2 separate regions of the Bicyclus anynana genome follow, and region 2 is linked to region 1. The links are chromatin contacts, called in public Hi-C maps. All regions are on one chromosome and are shown on one strand. The core of a region is the stretch at or near the end of the contact, and the rest is flanking DNA. Distances in the headings are between cores, read along the strand shown.

What was found. A called contact is a pair of places that touch in the nucleus more often than the background predicts.
Region 2: a contact with region 1 is called in a Hi-C map of whole body, with 5 times the contacts expected there. The contact joins two enhancer-like sites. A contact is called at or near these places in 2 of 2 Hi-C or Micro-C datasets (whole body and whole larva).

Annotation. Positions count from the first base shown.
Region 1 is chr21:7,354,763-7,359,333 of ilBicAnyn1.1, reverse strand. The region is part of intron 1 of LOC112058346 (homeobox protein prospero); the gene reads right to left. Among protein-coding and RNA genes, the nearest start is that of LOC128199286, 12 kb to the right of the region's middle. Within about 2 kb of position 2,478, at least 2 of the 8 cell types and tissues checked have open chromatin away from gene starts, as enhancers often do.
Region 2 is chr21:7,489,245-7,493,815 of ilBicAnyn1.1, reverse strand. No RefSeq gene overlaps it. Among protein-coding and RNA genes, the nearest start is that of LOC112058384, 7.5 kb to the left of the region's middle. Within about 2 kb of position 1,970, at least 7 of the 8 cell types and tissues checked have open chromatin away from gene starts, as enhancers often do.

The sequences.
Region 1 (4,571 bases), core at 1,229-3,728:
TATAATGCTCTATAGAGCCCGTCCTCGTGATCTAAAGCCTAGCCTAGACTACCACTAAATTGACAAATTAAGCCTCTTTTGCCAAAAAACCCACAGGAAACTCAGCCGAGTATAATGAAAGGCAGAAGGCTCATGTCATTTGAGACAAGACTGAATAGGCATCTTCTAGACAAGTATAGGCATTCCATATTAGGCCATAATATCTAGATTATATAATGGCCTAAGATGAAATACCTACACCTGATGACCCCACCAGATGATAGAAAGCCTGAACAGGTAAGACCGTCGTCAAGCGTGAAACTATTCCATATAAAAAAATGTAATTTAATTTCTGTAGCTACATTTTTATATATGGAATAGTTACTGCTGTGGGTTTTATGGTTTAACTTGTTTAGCCTAAAAACCCTCAGAAGTCAGCAGAGTATGAAGAATTATACGTTTTATCTATACTAATATTATAAAGCTGAAGAGTTTGTTTGTTTGAACGCGTTAATCTCAGGAACTTTCCGATTTGGAAAATTCATTCAGTGTTAGATAGCCCATTTATCGAGGAAGGCTATAGGCTATATATTATGTCCGTATTCCAACGGGAACGGGAACCACGCGGGTGAAACCGCGCGGCGTCATCTAGTAGTCATCTCACATCACATCAACAAAGCCGAATGGCATTCAACGGCATAGTACGAGTAGGTCAAATGAAAGGCGGGCGAAGGAAATGGGCGTGCTAAGATGCAGGCGTGGCTTCGACCATGGGCGCCTATTGTGAAGGCTGTTCGTGTAACGCATCTACGTATACTTATAATACGTAACTATTTTTTTTAATATAACACTATTCATGACGGCCTCCGTGGCGCAGATTTCCAAGACGGATGTCCTTTCGATCCCCGGCTGAGATTGAGGTTTTCTTAATTGGTCCAGGTCTGACTGGGGGCTTCGGCCGTGGCTATTTACCACCCTACCGACAAAGACGTACCGCCAAGCGATTTAGCGTTACTGTACGATGTCGTGTAGTAACCAAAAAGGGTGTGGATTTTCACCTTACTCCGAACAATTTAGCCCGCTTCCATCCAAGATTGCAGCAACACTTCCCATCAGGTGAGATTTTGGTCAAGTGCTAACTAATTGTAGGTAGATACAGAAAAAAAAAACTATATAGCAAAATCTATATAGTACTGGTAGCAGGCATGACAACTATATATTGTCTGCTCAATAGGCACCTGAAGATAATGAAAATTAAAAAAAAATCTATCATGTCCAGGTTGACGTGAGGAGGAGACCAGCTACCACTTTATAATCACGCTGGTGAAACGCGAGTTACTAGGTAAGGATACATTAGGATACTGCCACGGAAATTGGGTGAAATAGTCCTTACATTAGGATACTAACATGGAAATTTGGAGGAATAGTCCTTAGTTTATGATATTAACACGGAAATTGGGTGGTATAGTCCGTTCTAGGACTGATTGCCCGTCTGGTCTCATCAGGGGTCCCTCTTGGAATATATTTAACTATTTCTAACCCACTTCACAAAAAAGAGGAGGTTCTAAATTCGATGAGTCTTTTTTATGTTTGTTATCTCAAAACTTTGTCATTTTAATTACAAATTTTGTATATAATTATTTTGTTTGACTGTATATACTTACTTTCAAATTGATCCAATTTATTTCATGGAAATCGGTTTAGTAATTTTGTGTTAAAATCAAAATAACTGAAATACGTCTTTGAAGTCGGTTCCATTTTTATGTTAAAAAGAATCTATGATGAGTTAGCCCTTGTATGTATTCTCACCTAATGGTAAAATGCAGTCTAAAATAGCGGCCTTACATGTCATAGGTACAAGTTAGGCCTTGACAGCAATGTCACTTGATACTAAATGACAATGCAGTCTATTATGGTATTGACGTCAAAAGGTATAGGTAATACCTAGTATCACAAGTAGGTACTTAATTTGCCCTATCGCAGGGCGAAAGTAGCCAATTATAGTCCATCGTCAGTCGTTGAATGTAAGGCGAAAGCCACCTTACTAAAACTTTTGCTAGACTATATTAGTCCGACTAGCGACTATATTGAAGAGTTTAAATGTTACAACATTAAAAAATTGGCGAAAACGGGCAAAAATAATCCTTTTAATTAAAGTTCCGCCAAAATAACGTACAAAAGATGGTATTGTAGGGGGTAATCTATACTGATCTGATTTTGAAAATTCTTTTACCAGTAAAAAGCCACGTTATTTGCGAGTGTCATAGGCTATATTTTATCCACGTATTCTCACGAGAACGGAGGGTTATTTACATTTAAAAACTATTGGCCTGCTTACTAGATATGTTCAGTATCTTAGGTAGCTACAACTAAACATTTATAAGGAGGAAGCATCCTAAGTATCTAGTACAAAGAATTGTTAAGGAGGCAATACATTTCCCAACAAAGCCTGTGCCAATAGTCCGCGAGTCCGCCGCCCTCGCACGCCTCCTTTCTTAGAAGATTAGCCTCTTTGTGTCCCGCCCACATCTTAGAAGTTCTCTATACGCCCCTTTACTTGAGCGGTACGCCTACTTTCTTCATACATGTTGAGAATGATGTTTTTAGAGTTATGGACCTTATCCATAACCACAACTAAACAATGTATTCCAACACATTTATTACATCAAGCTATAATAATTGATGATTTTGTATTTTTTTTTAATTTGTCATGTATTTTAACTAGGAATAATCATTCCGTTCCCCTCCAATTAGTATTAGTCCCCCAGCATAGATTGTGTTAAGAGAGGCACGACCATAGTTCAGCGGGCAGCCGGCAGGATCGAACCCACGTCTTTCTCGGTGTGAGTCTCTTACCGTAGTATTAAGACTAAGAATGACAAAACCTTTGGTCATTAGTTAAGACTTTCTTATTTACGCAAGTATCTAATATTGATTTATATTTTATGTACTGATAACAATAAACATTGTAAGAATGATTATTTTAAAAGATCTGTTGAGCTTATTGCCGGATTTGCTCAGAACTTGCCTTCGAAATCGTTGTTAGTTTCTCTATATAGTAATAATATCAAGATAAATATCTGTCGTTATATTCTGTTCGAGACTATAATATCATTATCGGTGAACTATTAAATAATAGATATCTTTTCAAAATAGCATTTTTAATAAATTATTTAAGTTGTAAAATGTATGCCCATAGCGCCACCTATGTAATAATAGTAAAACTAGCAACATGCGCATGAGTTTTTCATGCAGCGCCATCTATAAGAAGTCTAACAAACTACATAGTAAGCTGCAAAGTTATATACTAAGTTTCTCCGTTCACCGCTAGATGTCGCTATACTAAATAAATTAAAACTGATAAATTTATGTCATTTTAAATTATTAGTAATAAAATATAATTTTAATGAAATTGATGCTTTACATCAAAAAACATTTAATACAAATTTCTGCATTTTAATAGAAATCTAATAAAAATTGGTTTAGTAGTTTTTGGTAGGTAGGGTAACCAAAAATATATATTTGAAAATTCTGATTATAGTTTTGTTTTACCAGAGAGTTACCAGAGTCTTTACATGCAAAAGCTTAAAAAAAACAAACTTCGCGTCTCCTTGACAAACGCTACAAACTTTTTTCAGAATCTGTATTTCAAAATTTAACACTAACAATTATTACGTAAATTAATTTAATAATCAATAATTATTAATAAAAAAATACTCAATCTTATTTCTTTAGCTTTTGTGAACAGTTTTTAAAAGATTTAAAAAGTTAATACGCCATTTTTTCTTGAATAATATTGAAAATTACTGATGCGACGGTTCGTATCGTACCGACTCGAGAATATATGACTTTTTGAACTTTGTATTTGGAGCGGCTACGACATCGTCGTGTACCGTACGCTCCATCTGTATATTATTGATTAATATGTGTGACAGCGTAGCTCTTTGAAAGATATGATCCCTCATATCTTTCAAAGACCTACACTGTCAAATTATTTTCGATTTAGGGATCCATTTGTAAAATATTAAGCTTTCATGAGCTTATTTTTGTAAGAGTCAAGTGTCTCCACCCTCTATCGGCTAAACGGTTATTTATGGTTACGTGAAAAAACCACAAAAGTAGCATATACAACGAAATTACAAGGAAAACTTTAACAGATACTTAAGTACAATTTTAATTTAAAAGATAAAAGTGGACCAACTTAAAAAACTCAAAAATTGCATATTAACTCTGTTGTTAAGTAAAAGTTGCCAGACATATTACTCAGAGTCTGTTAAAACTAGAATGTTGAAATTTAGTATGGGTATCTGTATTAATTATGTCTATAAAGTAGTAGGATGAAAAATTAAAAAAAAATTGGGGTTCTTTTCCTACATACAAAGTGAGGATGAATTTTATGTTAGTCTAGTCTATCCCATGGTGTGGGGTATCGTTATCGATATTTTTGTGCATTACAAAAGGGATTCAAGTGCTAACTTTATTTACGGAACCCTACACTGCGCGGTGCGCGTGGCCCGATACGCACTTGGCCGGTCTTTTACCTTATAAATTATTCACTTTGGATTCTAAATATTTCGATATGCACACAAAAT
Region 2 (4,571 bases), core at 721-3,220, 130 kb before region 1:
TTAGTTACTTAATAAAAAATACCATTAGGTCATTCATTGTAAGCATAGAAAAAAGAATACAGTTTAATTCCATAATCGAATCAGCGGTATCTAGATAAATATAAGTCCGTGGGTCCTTACGTCTCAAGAAGTCAAGATACGAGAACACGGTAAGCACTTGAGTGACGAGACAACTTGAATACAATTAGCATCATAATTGATTTAGGGTTGTGGGTGCGTGATTGCTGAGTGACTAACCTGAGTGTTAAATATTGGAACGCTGTTAGATAGGTGGATATTCATTTTATGCGTATTAATTAACTATTATTAGGTATTAAGAGTCGTGGTAGCCTAGTGGTAATGACCTCTGCCTTCGATTCGGAGGCCGTGGTTTCGAATCCGGAAAAGGGCATGCACTTTTAAATTTTCAGTTAAGTAAGTATATGCATTTTAAGAAATTAATCACGTGTCTCAAACGGTGAAGGAAAAACATCGTGAGGAAACCTGCATACCTGATATTTTTCTCAATTCTCTACGTATGTGAAGTCTGGTGGTGGACTAGAGCCTAACCCCTCTCATTCTGAGAGGAGACTCGTGTTCAACAATGAGGCGAATATGGGTTGTGAATGAATGAATGAAATAATTAACAAAACAAAAAACATACAGACGAATTGAGAACCTCCTACTTTTTTGAAGTCGGTTAAAAAAGGAAGCCTGTTTGAGATATAGACGTACGAGTATCGCCGTGTTTGTGGAAGAATCTCTATCTATCTATTTATTTATCTTTGTAGTAAGTAAAAAAAAAATAAACATAAAGGCTTAGGTTTCTTTATAGTGGTCGTACGTATCTAAGTAAGGGATTGCACCCAGACAAAAAAGTTCTTTTTTTATGTATCTATTTCTATCTATACCTACTTATAATAAATGTAGCAGGTCCAATTGTGTATGTAGTTAGGTACATAGAAGATAATTTGTTTTTTTTTATAGGAGAGAACTACTACGGTGTTCATTAAGTACCTAGTGAGAATGACTAACATGCAGTTATCTTTTATTGAATGATATTTTATATTTCAACGTCACCTTTAAGGCTGCCTATCCATCAAAGCGGAGCGAGGGAGCGTAGCGGAGAAACGGACTAATGCAGAGCGGAGTTACAAATTGTGTATGTCCATCGAAGCGGAGCGAGGATGCGGAGCGGAGTTGCAGACTTAAAATAAATAAATAAATGTTAAATTTAATTTATTTAACCCCGTTCCATTTCCCCGCTCCGCATGCCGGTTTTATATGAATTTTAAACTAGCTCGCAAGTCCCTGTCCCTTAAAAATTTCTCCGTTTCTCAGCTCTCAGTGGACTGGTAGCCTTAGGAGTAGGTACCTATACAATTGGCATATCTTTTTCCTAAATATAAAATTCTTTTTCGAAAAAAGTCTTTGTCCAGATCAAACCGTGAAGGTACAGTAAGGTGACGATTTCTCAAGCTGGTCGTCACGATGAATCGATCCTGCCTTTCAGTTGTGACCCGAGATCGTGGCCTTCCTTGGCGACGAACAAAGCATTCTAGGCACCCAGCGCGTTGATACTTTTTTCATACCTAAATAATTCAATTCAATTCGTGTTATTATGGACACTCCCTGTCGAAATCTTTACTTTATCAGCTATAAAACAAACAGTAATAGGTACGACGATTTGATAACATGTTGTCTACGACCGAAACGCCTGTTTTAAATAATGGAGCAATCACGCAGTTGCACGTCAGCGTAAAGTCTCTGGACAGGGGTTATTGGTATTTTTTGCAAGTCATAAATTGATAATTTCATTCTGGCCTATTAACTGGACACTGTTAGACGCGTCTCTGTTTGTTATTTACCACCAATACAGTTGAGTCCAAGATATCGGATTTTATTTGACCATCTCGTCCTATACACATGTATTTCTTATCTATTTCTTTTGGTACCTACTGCTGGCATAGGGCGTCCCGAGCGTGGATCGACATTGGTGGAAGATCTTCCTCGCTTAAACTCATCACACCAACGTGCAATTGTAGAAAATGTAGCAGCATTAACACCTAATGTTTCCCGCTAGTCTTGATTTATCTGCTCCGTACTGAAAATTTTCATGCACAGGTACCTACGAGTATCTATTCATCGCGCGAACTTCTATTAGGTACGTAGCTACAATAGCAAACTGTATCCCCCGACTTTCGTACATTAATTTTTTTGGAATGACACCCCACTATGGAAGCAATTTTAAAGCTATACGTATAGTATTCAAGTCAAAATTTTCTTTGCAGTAGGTAAGTACAAAAAATTTAACTTTCATTATGTGGAACAACTATTCAAAAATAATTACCTATCTATTTTCTAAATTGCACCGAAGGTGAAGAAGGAAGGTAGTGATTTTTGTATTTTGTCAAACATTCAATATACTTAACATATAAACCATAAAATTTTAGCTAACATATGCATTATTTTAATGGGCCTTTAATCTCAATACGACGCCCTATACAATAAGTCGTAATAAGTATTTACGATTTTCACACATTTATGATTTTATGATTTTTACACCGTTGTGTCCCCTAACGGAGAGTATTTAAACTTCTGAGAGGTCTCTATGCAAACCCTTGAGAAAATTTATTCTGTTGATATTCATCTACGAGCTAGTTTAACTCGCTAACAAAAGATGGCGCTTTTACTACACTCGCGGAATGAGCAATTTCTTTATAAGTTTTTAAAAAATCCGCTAGGGGCAGCACCAGGGGAAAATACAAGAATGTGTTGACTTTTACATTGAAATCACCATCAATACTAATGAATTTTATCTTAACCGTTTGCAATGTATTCTTAATAATTTAATTTATTTTTGTACCTACATCATGTTTCGTTAATTCTGTTATAATTATGTACTTACGTTTGATGTTGTTGTCAATAGAGAAATGAAAATACGAGGGGCTCCATTATTATCTTATTTTAATTTGACGTTTTTACTTAATTCATTTTTAATTGGTCTATCTTAGCTATTTATAATTATATTAATGAAAATATAAAGCCAGGCATGCACCATTAACTTTGCAGTTGTGTGCATTTTAATAAATTCACGTGTCTCAAACGGTGAAGGAAAAACATCGTGAGGAAACCTGCAATTCTCTGCGAATGTGAAGTCTGCCAATCCGCGTTGGGTCAGCGTGGTGGACTATTGGCCTAACCCCTCTCATTCTGAGAGGGGACTCGAGCTCAGCAGTGAGCCGAATATGGGTTGATAATGATGACTATCATGACATTGACCAGAACTTTTGTCAGACACTTCAATGCTTCACTAAAAATACTCTCACACTTAAAGTAGGTACTCGATGACGCCTAAACCGATTTGGATATTTCTTTTTTTGTTTGAAAGGGACTCCTGAGGTGGTCCCAATATCATCATGTCAGAGTCTGATGCTGGGATATTGGAAAAATCGGGGGAAACTTTAAAAAACCGTAGATTTTTGTTTGTTCATCTTTTGTGTGGAAATCGATGTAAACTTTCAACCCCTATTTCACCACTTTAGAGGTTAAATTTTAAAAATTCTTGAATCACATTATATTTCGTATTTCATTTATGATCATATTTTTTAAACTGTAACTCTTAAAATGAAGGACTTTCTATACAAACTTTCAACCCGTATTTCACCCCCTTCTATTATTATTTCAGGGTCCAAAAGTAAACTATGTTTTGCTCCAAGGTCCCATTTACTATTATACATAAATATATATATAAAATTCATCTTGATCAGTTCAGTCGTTTAGTCGTGAAAAGGTAACAGACAGACAGACAGAGTTACTTTCGCATTTATAATATTAGTAGGGATTTTAAAGCACTATATTGTAATGAAGGTCTGTAGTCGATTCCTTACCCGAAAGAGCTAAAACACAGATAAGGAAACTCCTTTTAACTTTTCCCATAGAACAGGACGCACTGGGACCTTGCTCTATAACGAAACAAGGTCTTTTTCCTGATACCATTTCCTATCACAAGTGTTGGAGCTCGTATTCATGTTAACTAGTCACTCGAGAGAGTTATCCATATATGTATTTAGTCAGAAAGGATGACAATGATGAGGTAAAATTACAAATTGTTATAATAACTTGCTTAGTAATATAATTAAAATATGTCCTTAATTTCCCCTTACTTTTGTATTAGGTAATTGATAAGTGAATTATAATTGTAAGGAAAATTTAACATTAAACTGGTTTTATTTATACGTAGGTATTACAGGAAAATTATTGCTTTCAAAAGAGACTAGGTATATTTTCTACTGATTTAAGTCTGAGCTCTTGATTCATGAGTTGCGTTTTATTTTGAGAATATCAATAATAGGTAGATATTATATAATTTTCTAAAGTTTTCGTTCGATAAGAAACTTTTTAAGAGCCGTGATAGCCCAGTGGATATGACTTCTGCCTCCGATTCCGGAGGGTGTGAGTTCGAATCCGGTCCGAGGCATGCACCTCCAACTTTTCAGTTATGTGAATTTTAAGAAATTAAATATCACGTGTCTCAAACGGTGAATAAAAAACATCGTAAATGTACAGGAAACCCGCATACTAGAGGATTT